Regions from separate parts of the Anas platyrhynchos genome. Here region 2 is linked to region 1. The links are chromatin contacts, called in public Hi-C maps. All regions are on one chromosome and are shown on one strand. Each heading gives the region's core, a stretch centred on a gene start, on an enhancer-like site or on the middle of the called end of the contact. The rest is flanking DNA. Distances are from core to core; before and after follow the strand shown. Region 1 overlaps TBL1X (transducin beta like 1 X-linked). Region 2 overlaps LOC140000002 (a long non-coding RNA gene).

Region 1 (5,247 bases), core at 1,469-3,968:
CTCAAACATATTAAAAATATAAAACCACTGGAAATTAAAAGTTATATTCCCCCTCCCCCAAAGTTATGATCTTTTTCTTTTTTAAATATAATTTTAACACACTAATGAGTAATTCCAACTCTCTCTTTTTTTTTCCAGCAAATGAAAAAAATAATATGTATTTTTAAGATCTTACCAGTGCTAACCCTGACTTTTCTCAGGAAATGTTTTTTGACTTAAATCTTTGACAGGCCATTCATTGAAGTTGTTCTTTATGGCTGTAGTTACAATAAAGGAACTGGGTTCAGTCTTTTTTCCAGAGCTTTATTTTTCTTAAACCCAAGCCAATCCTTGCAAATATAATGAAACAAACGACAGTAAAAAATATTTGAGTTGGAAAACAATCCAAAGGTTGGCTCCATTTCTAAATGCCTCTTTTTTTTTAAACTAATTTTTAAAGTGACTCAAAACTGAAAACATTATTCAGGAAGCAGCATGAGAGGGTAGCAATTTTATCTGTTTTTTTTTTTTTTTTTAAATCTGCATCTCAAAGTGTTGTTAGTATAAGATTTTTCCTGTCTCTCCCTTTCTTAAATCAAATGAACCTATCACATTACTTGTAATACATAAAAATATATCATATTATACTATATTAAATATAGTAATGCTTTTTTGGGAAACTTGTAGCGTCAAGGAGAACTCCGTGTCAGAATAAATGCAAAAAATGTAACTTCCAGATAGCTCCTCCACCTGCTCCCCACCCCACCTTTTTATGACAGATTGACATGGGTGACTTCCAGACTATGCCTGAGGACCAGCACACTCCCCAAGCCCATCCCAGTATATACCAGTCCTGTGGAATCCAGCAACAGTGGAAATTAAGGTTTGCTAAGACTCTCACCTCTTTCATATCAGCAGTCTTTCCTACCCAGGTTTCTCAGCTTCCACCTTACCCATCTTATGTCCCATCTTAACCTTCTTCTGAACCTATCCTAAACCTTTTCTCCTAATGTCTTGCCAGATCGTTCTTCTTAGTACATCCCAAACTGAACAGACTTTCTAGACACAGTGATAAGGCAGACGGTAAGGCTGGATATACAGTTTGCCACGTGTAAACAATAAAATGGACGGGCATTGCCTTTTTGTTAAATCATAACATATTTTTTTTTAACTTTACCATAAAGGAAGGAAATGTAAGCATAAGATCACTAACCAGACCTATGCAATAAACAGATCTATGCCAGCTAGATCTGCTATCTGCTAGTCCTTATTTCTAGTGGTTTCTGATCATTACTGAGGAAGATCTCTTGCAGTTTGCACAGGTCTGCTCAAAGGTGAGAATGTTAGTTGTGCAGCTCTGTACGCATCTCACATGCATAATTCTCAGCCTGCAGCTGTGCTACACGACCTTGCCGACATCCTCTGAGTGACTCAGACAGAGAGGTTACGGTCCTCCCAAGGCAAGGGAGACACAGATCAGAGAGTCAGCTGTCCCTGGATTTCTCAGCAGTTTCTCTCCAAAGCCTCCTTCTCCATAAACTGCAGACCTCACCTCTTTGCCCACGATGACCAGGTGGCACAACAGCAGCTGCCAACAAGACGTGCCACCTGGCCAGCTACTCCTCAAGAGCCTTTTGTCTTCCCACTGCCACTGCTCTGTTAACTTGTCTGCCTGGCAGGCTCCATAGCCACATCAGTGCTTTGAAATTTGCAGTCGGGTAGCCTGTCTCATTGTTTGACATAGATACTGCCTCTGTGAAACTGCTGGACAACACCCATGTCCTGCTCTTGCATCCTGCTCCAGACAGAGCTCTTAGATGATACAAAGTCATATGGGACTTTTCCTCCTCGGTACTCCAAGAAAGGTCTGCAAATGTGTGTGAAACTCCTATTAAAAACCACTGTGAGAATGATTATTTCTAATAATAACATGGCAGATCTGAGAGACTGAGGTTTACAGCGCGGTCACACATCTGAACTGATCTGCAAGGCTCTCCTTTTTTTAACACAATACCATGTGTGCTTCTTCAGATCAGAGGAAGTAAGTCTGAGAGGTTCTGCATTTGTGATGATCTGATAATTGGTTTTCTGCCTTCAGAATTTGTTTTCTGTCCTAAGACAGAAGAAGGCAGAAAATTTTTTACCAGTGGGCTGAAGGAAAGGGTCAACAAAAACAAATTTCAGCACTTGATACATTTAAAAGTACTTTCATTTCTGTTTGTACCCCTTTGTATATGAAGTAAGTTCAGTTTCAAAACAAAGGATCAGCTTCAAGTAAAACGTTAACATTTCACGGTCTAAAAACAGGTGGCATTTTGGAATTTTTCAGAACTTAAAAAAATGCTTTCTCAAAAGCAAATGTAATTTAAATCCTTTCAGTGTTATTGAGGAAAACCATCCTGTCTAACTGGAATTCTCTGAAGAAAAACCTGGTTTGAAAGCATTTTTCTCACTGACCCATAGAGGAACCTATTCAGGTCGAAGAGAAGACAGAGACTGATAAAGGCATCTACACTGCAGAACAAAGAAAATCTGTTACGTGACAGCAGTCTTGACCTGTTATTTGTCTAAGCCAAAGAGCTCTTGGGGTTTCCTACAAAACCTGCCAGGCACGTTCCTCTAGCATTTTTTCTGAAGGAAATCATGCATGGAGGTTTCATTTCAGATGTTACCCAGTGCCCTAATATGGCTTGCACACAGAAACCAGAACCATGAATCACATCTGCTCCGCAATGTTAGCACAGCCATCGAGATTTAGCTACACCCACAGCTACGTGCACTCCTTGTTTTATATGCCGAATGTTAGATGTCTAGGACATGAGCTCAGTCTGTCACCAGTAAAACAAAGGTGAATTCAGAGCTTGTGAGGACTGACTGTTCCCATAGACTAAGGAAGCCCAGGGAAGGTAGAACCTTCACTTAGATTCCTGCAGTAGACTGGATGACTAAGCATGTGCTGTGAAATAAAAAGGCAAGGAAGTCTCTCCTCTGTGCCTTAAAAGCAAGTTGACTGCTTCCAAACTGTCTGCTGTGAGTGGTCCTTGGCTCATACAAGCCTCTACCCTGTTTTTGGCCATGCTGTATAAGAAAGGATAGGCCAATCTGTGCCAAAGACCATGACAGCAAGGCTATGGATCATCACAGGGTAGTTAGTGCTCAAGGCTATGCTTTGGCCTTGCTTTATTTACACAAATATGGCTTGTAGGTCCCAGCCTCTCAACCCACCTCTCTCTAGCTCTACTCCATTTGATGACACTGGATTCAACTTGCACTTCTGAAGGTATCTGAGGATTTTGGATTCTGAGAGCACACCAGCAAAACACAGCATTGTGACAGGAAATGTGAGGTTTACTCAGAAGCTTTTCCAGAAATACCCCATCCTCCTGAAGTAATTCCCCTGAGTTCCAGCACCTTACAGACCCCAACTGAGTACAAGACGGTTATTCAAAATCAAATCTACCCCAGCAGAGGAAAGCAGCTGCAGGGGTTGGCTTACTTATTGCATGTGCCCCATTCTCCTCTCCATTCACAGTGGCTTCTCCGTTCTTTGGTGTGTTCTGCTGGGAAACAGCAGTCGTCGTTGCTCCCGCTGTTGCTGCCGTTGCTGCCGCTGCTGCCGCTGCACTGGCTTGTTGCTGAGCTAGTTTCTCTCTGAATGCTTGCTGCCGGGTCTGTACAACATCAGGCATCACCGCGTCTATCAGAGACAGTGATTCTATTGGCCTGCCGTCAAATACTGTACCATCCTGCGGGGAAAACGAGCCAAAGTCAAATTGCAGGTTTAGGATCCCCACCACTGAGGTTGGCAAAGAGGCAATGTTATAAAGGAGCAAAACTAGGCTGGGAGAAGACACTGCGGTTCGACCTAACCAACTGCGCCACACCACTACAGAGCAGCCCTCTCTCAATGCACCATGGTGGTACTCAGAGATCTGCTCTGTGAAGGGATAAGTTATTGGAACTGTACAGAAAGAGTCAGGCATCTGAACTCTTTACAGAAGCAAAAATATTATGCTATGAAAATAAATTGTCTCAGTGACAGAAGGTGTCTCTTTCTTTAGTATTTTGACAAAACCAGCAATGGCTAAAGCCATTACAAAGCCAGACAGAGACAGACCTTGGTTCATGGTTTGTCCTCCTGCACTAGCAGGGACATATGACTGGAAGCAGTAGACGAATAACAAGTCTCAGGCAAAACAAGTGTATGTGCAAATTCACTGGTTTCTTATATCACATTCACCAGCCCAGTACCACCAGTTGTAGCTGACTGTACAGGACTTATTTACCATCGTTTTTCTTGGTTTTCCCCAGTTCCATTAACAGTAGTTACAACTCTCATTTTCATTTCTGTAAATTAGGCTTCAGGTTTAACAACCAACTGAGTTAACCTTTAAGGGTTAAAGATGTAATGCAGGCTTGGGTTAACAACTACTATATCTACTTAGATTTCCTTCGCTTTCACTTTCCTGTCACCATAATTATGGGAAAAATGTTTTAGAAGGCTCTATACTGCGGCATTTTACTGACCTTCTGCAAACTCCATCTAATTGAAATAAACAAGACTCAGCAGTGAAAGATTTGGGTTTTAGGAACAGCACATAAGGTTTGGATATGGACAGATGAGGCAGCTGGGAAACAAAATCATTTTCAAGAGATACCAATAACTAATAAGGAAAAATAACAGTTTGGCTTAGTAGTCTGCTTCTGTTGGACTACTCATTGAATTATCCCTTACAATTACATTGTTAAAATAACACATATTTGTTTCCTTATGGGGAGGAAAAAAGAGGAAAGAGTCATTAGAGAAGACAAATGTAAGTTCTCTTTCTCCTCAACATTTTTTATGCAAATGTCTCTATAGCCATTTATTTGAATCCTGGCTCAAGTCCTTGCTACACTATGAGGAAAAAAATGTTTGCCAATGAATTTTGGCATCTTACATTTTTAACTGTAAAATTGCTCACTGGAGTATTTCCATAACTGTCCTTTCACAAATCACAAACAATACTTTAATTTTGTACACATAATTTATAAACTCACTGATTACTCGCCACTCTTAAGGAATATACACATAGAAGTAGATTTGTAGCCTTAATTGGCATGCAGATTGTAGAAAGAACGGCTTTTGTTTTGCTGTACGGTACTTACAACCATGAATTTGAACAGAATCAAACCCCTACGAAAGCAAAATAAATATAAGTGTGACAACAAATGCATTTTTAGATCTCTCAATGGAGGCCAGTTCTGAAGCTGAATTCACAGGAGTAG
Region 2 (5,239 bases), core at 1,072-3,571, 220 kb after region 1:
TTTTCTGTTAAAATTATTATATTCTTTTTGCTCTGAGTAGGACAAAACCTCTTTTCAACCTCAGGATTGAGAACAATGAAGGAACAGCCCGCACGCACTGGCATCTGGGTCTGTAAATAGGGCCAGCAATGAGGCTTGCTGATGGAGGTACTCGTTTGGGATTTGACCACCTCCTGATGGAAATACCCCCATATCAGCACAGGGTCCACACGTCCCAGAGCCACAGCTCTGCTCCCAACCCTTGGACTGCTCTCCAGGGCCTTGGTGTCTCAAGCTACCCTGGGGGTCCCTACAGCTCTGCTGCTGCTGCCAGCAGCATGTGGCTTCCCCAGCAGGTCCCCAGCAAGCAGGCTTTCTGCTTCATACAGAAACAGGCACCTGGGGGCCGCAGGTAGGCCTGCTCTGACCTTCCCTGCTCAGGATGAACCTACCTGCCCTTTTGTAGTTGCCCTCAGAAACATAATTGGTAGCGGGAACATTTTATCTGTTTTATGCACAAATGTATCAGTACTTTCTAATGGGCTGTTACAACAAAAACTAGAAAAAACAATTCACATATCCGTACTTTGAAAAACTCATTCGGGATATCTGCGTTCTGAAATTCCAGGATCTCCCAGTACTGATAAACAAACTATGCCATTTCTTTTTAAGAACAAGTTTTACAAAAAAAAACAAAACAAAATAAACAAAAAAAAAAACACCCATGAGTTTATGCTATCTGCATGTGCTGCATCTGCACTCAGGCATTAGGGGGGTCCACACAGTTAAAATGTAATGAAATCCTTTCTACTGCATGTTCACTATTAGCTGAAAGATCCTTGGTTTCATCAGCATTTTAATTATCTAAGCACAGTTTCTGCTTACTTGACTCTGTTTTTGCAGCAATTCCCTCACCCAGTGCTTCCAACCAGCCCCGTACATCACAAGGACCTTTTTCTTGGTGTCAGCAGTCCTTCACAACCGTGCTCGCAGTGCCAGCACGAACTCCTCTCACTGCCAACGCAGGAAATTTTTAGTGCCACTATGCCCCCATCACATTCAGCGTGAAGGACTGGTTGCCTCCCAGCATATTCCGACTCCAGGGTTTAACTGTGTCTTTTGCACACAAAGGTGGATGGTTTGAAGGTGTTATTTATTTATTTATTTATTTATTTTTATACGCTAACCAGTACAACTGGTAGATCAGGCCCTGACCCAAACAAACGAGATGGTGAAGCAATGCTCAGCTCAGCTGGTTTCCCTTTCACTAGCACTCCCCCTGTTGTTCCGACTGGCACGGTGGTGGCATGGCCCTGACGTGGAAAGCCTGCACAAAGGGGGATGGTTGGATGGATGGGTGGATGGTTGGATGGATGGATGGATGGATGGATGGATGGATGGATGGATGGATGGATGGATGGCCGGCCACTGGAAAGGGCAGGCGATGCCAAGCGGCTTTCTTAAAGCTGCTGTGGAAATGTTTGGGTCCTCTCCCAGGATTTCTCACCAAAAAGGGAAAAAGAACAAAGATTTGGGTGAAACACGTGAAGAATTATGTTTTCTGCCTGCAGGGACTGAAGTTTGCTAAAAAATGCCCATTGTTTTAAAACCCAAAAACATTCACAAATATGAAATGTGAAAGCATTCATTAAGAAAAAATAAATCTGATGAATTTTCAGCCATGTGAGCACGTTTATTCTAAAGGACTCCTTCTTTTATGAAGATTGCCAGGTTACAGTGCAGAAATGTGAGCAGTGCAGGGCCAAGAGCACGCTCTCGTAGACGCCTTTCAGGGAGAGCTGTAGTGCCCATGCCTACCAGGCAGCTACTCATTCCCAAACACCATTTTATACACAGGGAGGAGGCATCAGCTCTCGGGTACCCTTGCGTAAATCAGCACTAACTTCATCACCAGATGGGAGTCGCAGGGGTGGATTTTGTGTTAAAAAAAAAAAAAAAAAAAAAAGAGAGAGAGAGCCAGGAGCCAGGCCCATACTGTTGATCTGGTTGGTTTGGGATGTCAACGTTATGGGTTAGAAATGACTGAATGATGACAACTGATGGATTTCAGGGGAGCTCAGTGGGGCTGCACAGGGCTTTTCTGCGCCCTGCAGTAACACTGCTGAGGGGACCCAAGCATGGTCGCCCCCTCCCCAAAATGCCTGAGGCTGCCCCCGTTGCAGAGTGAGGCTGAGCATTTGGATGTTTTCCCTTGACCCCCCAACCCGCTCCCCCAGCCCAGCCGCGGCCGGGGGCGGGGTGGGGGCTGGGGACACCGGGGACACAAAATGGAGGCGGCGCCGGGGCCGTGCGGGCAGTGCCCGCCTCTTACAGGGTTGTCGGTACCCGCCGCTGACCCCGCCGCGCAGAGCGGCTGCGCTGCCCCTCCCCCGCCCCGCCGGGGGGATGGGAAGGGGGAGGGCGGGGGGGGGGAGGAGAGGGGGAGGGGGCACGTGACCCCGCGGGGCCGCGCGGGGAGGGGGAGGGGAGGGAGGGGAAGGGCGGAGGGGAAGGGAGGGGGAGGGGAGGGAGGAGGGGCGGCCGCCGCGCCGCTCGGGGGGAGGGGGAGGGGAGGGGAGCGGCAAGGCGGGGGGGAGGGGCACGGGGTGGTTGGTGGCCGGCCGTGGGGATGTGGCGATTCCCTGTGGGGCTGCTCGGCGATAGCAGTAATAATAATAATAATAAAGATAATGGTAATAATAATAATAAAACATCAAAAAACGTGAACAACAACAATAAAAACACCTCAAAAAAAAAAAGCCATCTGGGGAAGGGAGGGTGTGTGCTGCGCTGCCCAGTGAGGTGCCCGCCATGTTGTGTGCCCTCCACGCTGTGTGCCCGCCATGCTGTGTGCCCGCCATGCCGTGTGCCCTGCTGTGTGCCACGGCTCCCCTCAGTCTGCCCGTGCCCTGCCCTGGCACACAGGAGGCCCACACCGTGCCACCACCGAGCGGGGGCTGAGGCCAGGGGGCTGTGGGTGGCCAAACCCCTCCCCGAGCCCCGTGCCACCCTGCTGGGTACTGAGGTCTCCACATGGCGCCTTGTGCCCGTGTCAGTGCCGGTCAGCCCCAGGGCAGGAGTAGCAGGGCCAGGCTGGTACAGGAGTTGTCTCTTGCCCACGTAGTCGCTGCAGGCCGGGCCAGGCCCGAGCCCAGCATCCCCTGTTAGGTTTGAGATGATTCTCTCTGACGGGCGGTCAGCGCACAGTCAGTGCACAGCATCGGCATGGTCAATCCTATGTACTGGTGTCCAAAACCAAGCCAGAAGCAACGTGTGTTTCTACGCCTGGATGTGGCAGCTCTTCCTGCATCCCAATAATCGACCTCAAAACACAGTCCCAAGAGCACAGTTTGAGGCCAAGAGCGCTATACATTCAATAGGTTACATTTGTGTTCTGCTTAAGTGCTGGAGTATTTGCCTCCGTGTTTTCGAGAGGCATAGGAGATGGGGAAAAGGGAAGATTTTTCTAGAAGTCGGGATTTGAGGTGCAGGAAGCAACACATGAACACCCTTCGATTTCAGATGGCAGTGGTGTGTAGGTACTGCAGCATGTGGTGTGCTGACCACAGGGGAAATCCCCGAGGGGACAGCCCCACCTGGAATATTTGGGGATCTTCGGTAATGGGTTATTTTGGGATCTTCGGATCCCAAAAAATATTTTGGGATCTTTGGACTTGACTCCTGGGTGTCCTTCCATGAAGTGATATGGCTGCAGTTCCCTCTTGGCTTCAGAAACAAAACAAAACAAAACAAAACAAAACGACAAAACAAACAAACAAACAAAAAAAAACAAAAACAAAAAAACAACACAGGGATATAATTTCTTTATGGTACCAATGCATCACCTCTTTCCTGAAACTTTCTTAAATGTTCACTAAATTAAGCAAATTAATTAATTAATTAATTAAAAAGCCAAAGTCTTGCAAATGCTGCCCGGAGTCAGCAGATTCAGGCAAGTCTCTCGGGAGATTCAGGGACAGACAATAGGGTGAAGTAAATGATGTTGTGAAGTGGCGCCGCAAGAGTGTGCTGGGAAACTAATTCCAAGGGTAAAAGTCAGGCTGATGTGAGTGATGTGGTATTTCATGGGGATGTAAAATTAGGATACATGCAGAGGGCCAATTTCACTGCTGACCTAATCTAATGCCATTCCAGTAATCTCAGAAAATTGCTCTTATTAGTGCAAGAAGTGACTCTGATCCTGGAACGATGAGAGACGTCCTTTAGCAGAAGCAAATAAAGGGGACTATAAAGTTTAGGCTTGCTGTACACTGATGTTTACTTAAACAATAATCGTATCCATAATTAACACAGGGGCAGTTTAGCCTGTGAGAAGTTATCAGTGTGATTTAAAAGCTTTCAGAATTTGCTTTGAGTTGTTAGAGTGGCACTGGTGGAAAAACATTAATATTTCCCCCGTTTCTAAACTTGCTGTGTACCTTTAACCCCGATTCACATCACAGTTGAATTTGGCAAGTTAGCTCCTGTTGGATTGGTTTAGCACACTTCAGGAATCCAAAATATAATTCTTTCTAGTGTATCAACCCTTTTAAAGAAGAAAATAAGGAAAAGCAAATCTTTTTTGTGTGTGTTTGGGAAAACTGAAGTGCCAACATGAATCTATCATCCATATTATACACTCTGATAAACCATCTTTTGTGGAAAAATTGTTGAAACATATTTTTATTTTTATAGACTGTTTGATTTCTTTTACTGCTGGAGGTATGTTGCCCAGTCTGTTGTCTGAAAGAAGCTCATGATAAAATGGGCAAACTGACAGGAAAATAAGACCTAATGATGGAGGAAATCCAAATGGAAAGCGTGCTGTAATTTGACGAGGATCCACCAGAATCACTGGACACATTACAAACAGCACTAATGCTTGCAATCTCAACCAAAGTCATAAAATACTTTTTTTAAAGGGCTATTGAAAATTCATCGTACAGCTAAACAAAATACAATTTTTCTGTCCTGCCTTGTTTGTGATTTTATTACTCACTTTGCCTCACTAATGCATATGCAGTCGTCTTGTTTGTCTAAGCTAAACTATAAATAAGCTTCAGTATTTGTCCAGGATCTTTCTGGGTAGTTACTGTACGTATGATGGAGAAAGTGGGGAGGCCACTGCAATAGGGAGAAGTTCTTTCTCTGCTTCAGTAAAATAAAGTATTCTCAGTAGCTTATCGGGAAGAGAAAGAAGAAAAGCGTGTAACGGCATCAGTCATAGTTATGGATCAAACTATGTTTGTGTGCATGCCTG

The links. A called contact is a pair of places that touch in the nucleus more often than the background predicts.
Region 2: a Hi-C map of skeletal muscle shows a contact between it and region 1, with 1.8 times the contacts expected there. The contact joins two enhancer-like sites. A contact is called at or near these places in 3 of 8 Hi-C or Micro-C datasets (liver, skeletal muscle and subcutaneous adipose tissue).

Annotation. Positions count from the first base shown.
Region 1 is chr1:131,811,248-131,816,494 of IASCAAS_PekinDuck_T2T, forward strand. TBL1X (transducin beta like 1 X-linked) reads right to left here. Exons shown (of 17, transcript XM_072029631.1): 6 at 3,476-3,725. Among named protein-coding and RNA genes, the nearest start is that of GPR143, 62 kb to the left of the region's middle. Within about 2 kb of position 2,719, at least 2 of the 8 cell types and tissues checked have an H3K27ac peak or open chromatin away from gene starts, as enhancers often do.
Region 2 is chr1:132,027,795-132,033,033 of IASCAAS_PekinDuck_T2T, forward strand. All of the region lies in intron 1 of LOC140000002 (a long non-coding RNA gene), which reads left to right. Among named protein-coding and RNA genes, the nearest start is that of TBL1X, 11 kb to the left of the region's middle. Within about 2 kb of position 2,322, at least 6 of the 8 cell types and tissues checked have an H3K27ac peak or open chromatin away from gene starts, as enhancers often do.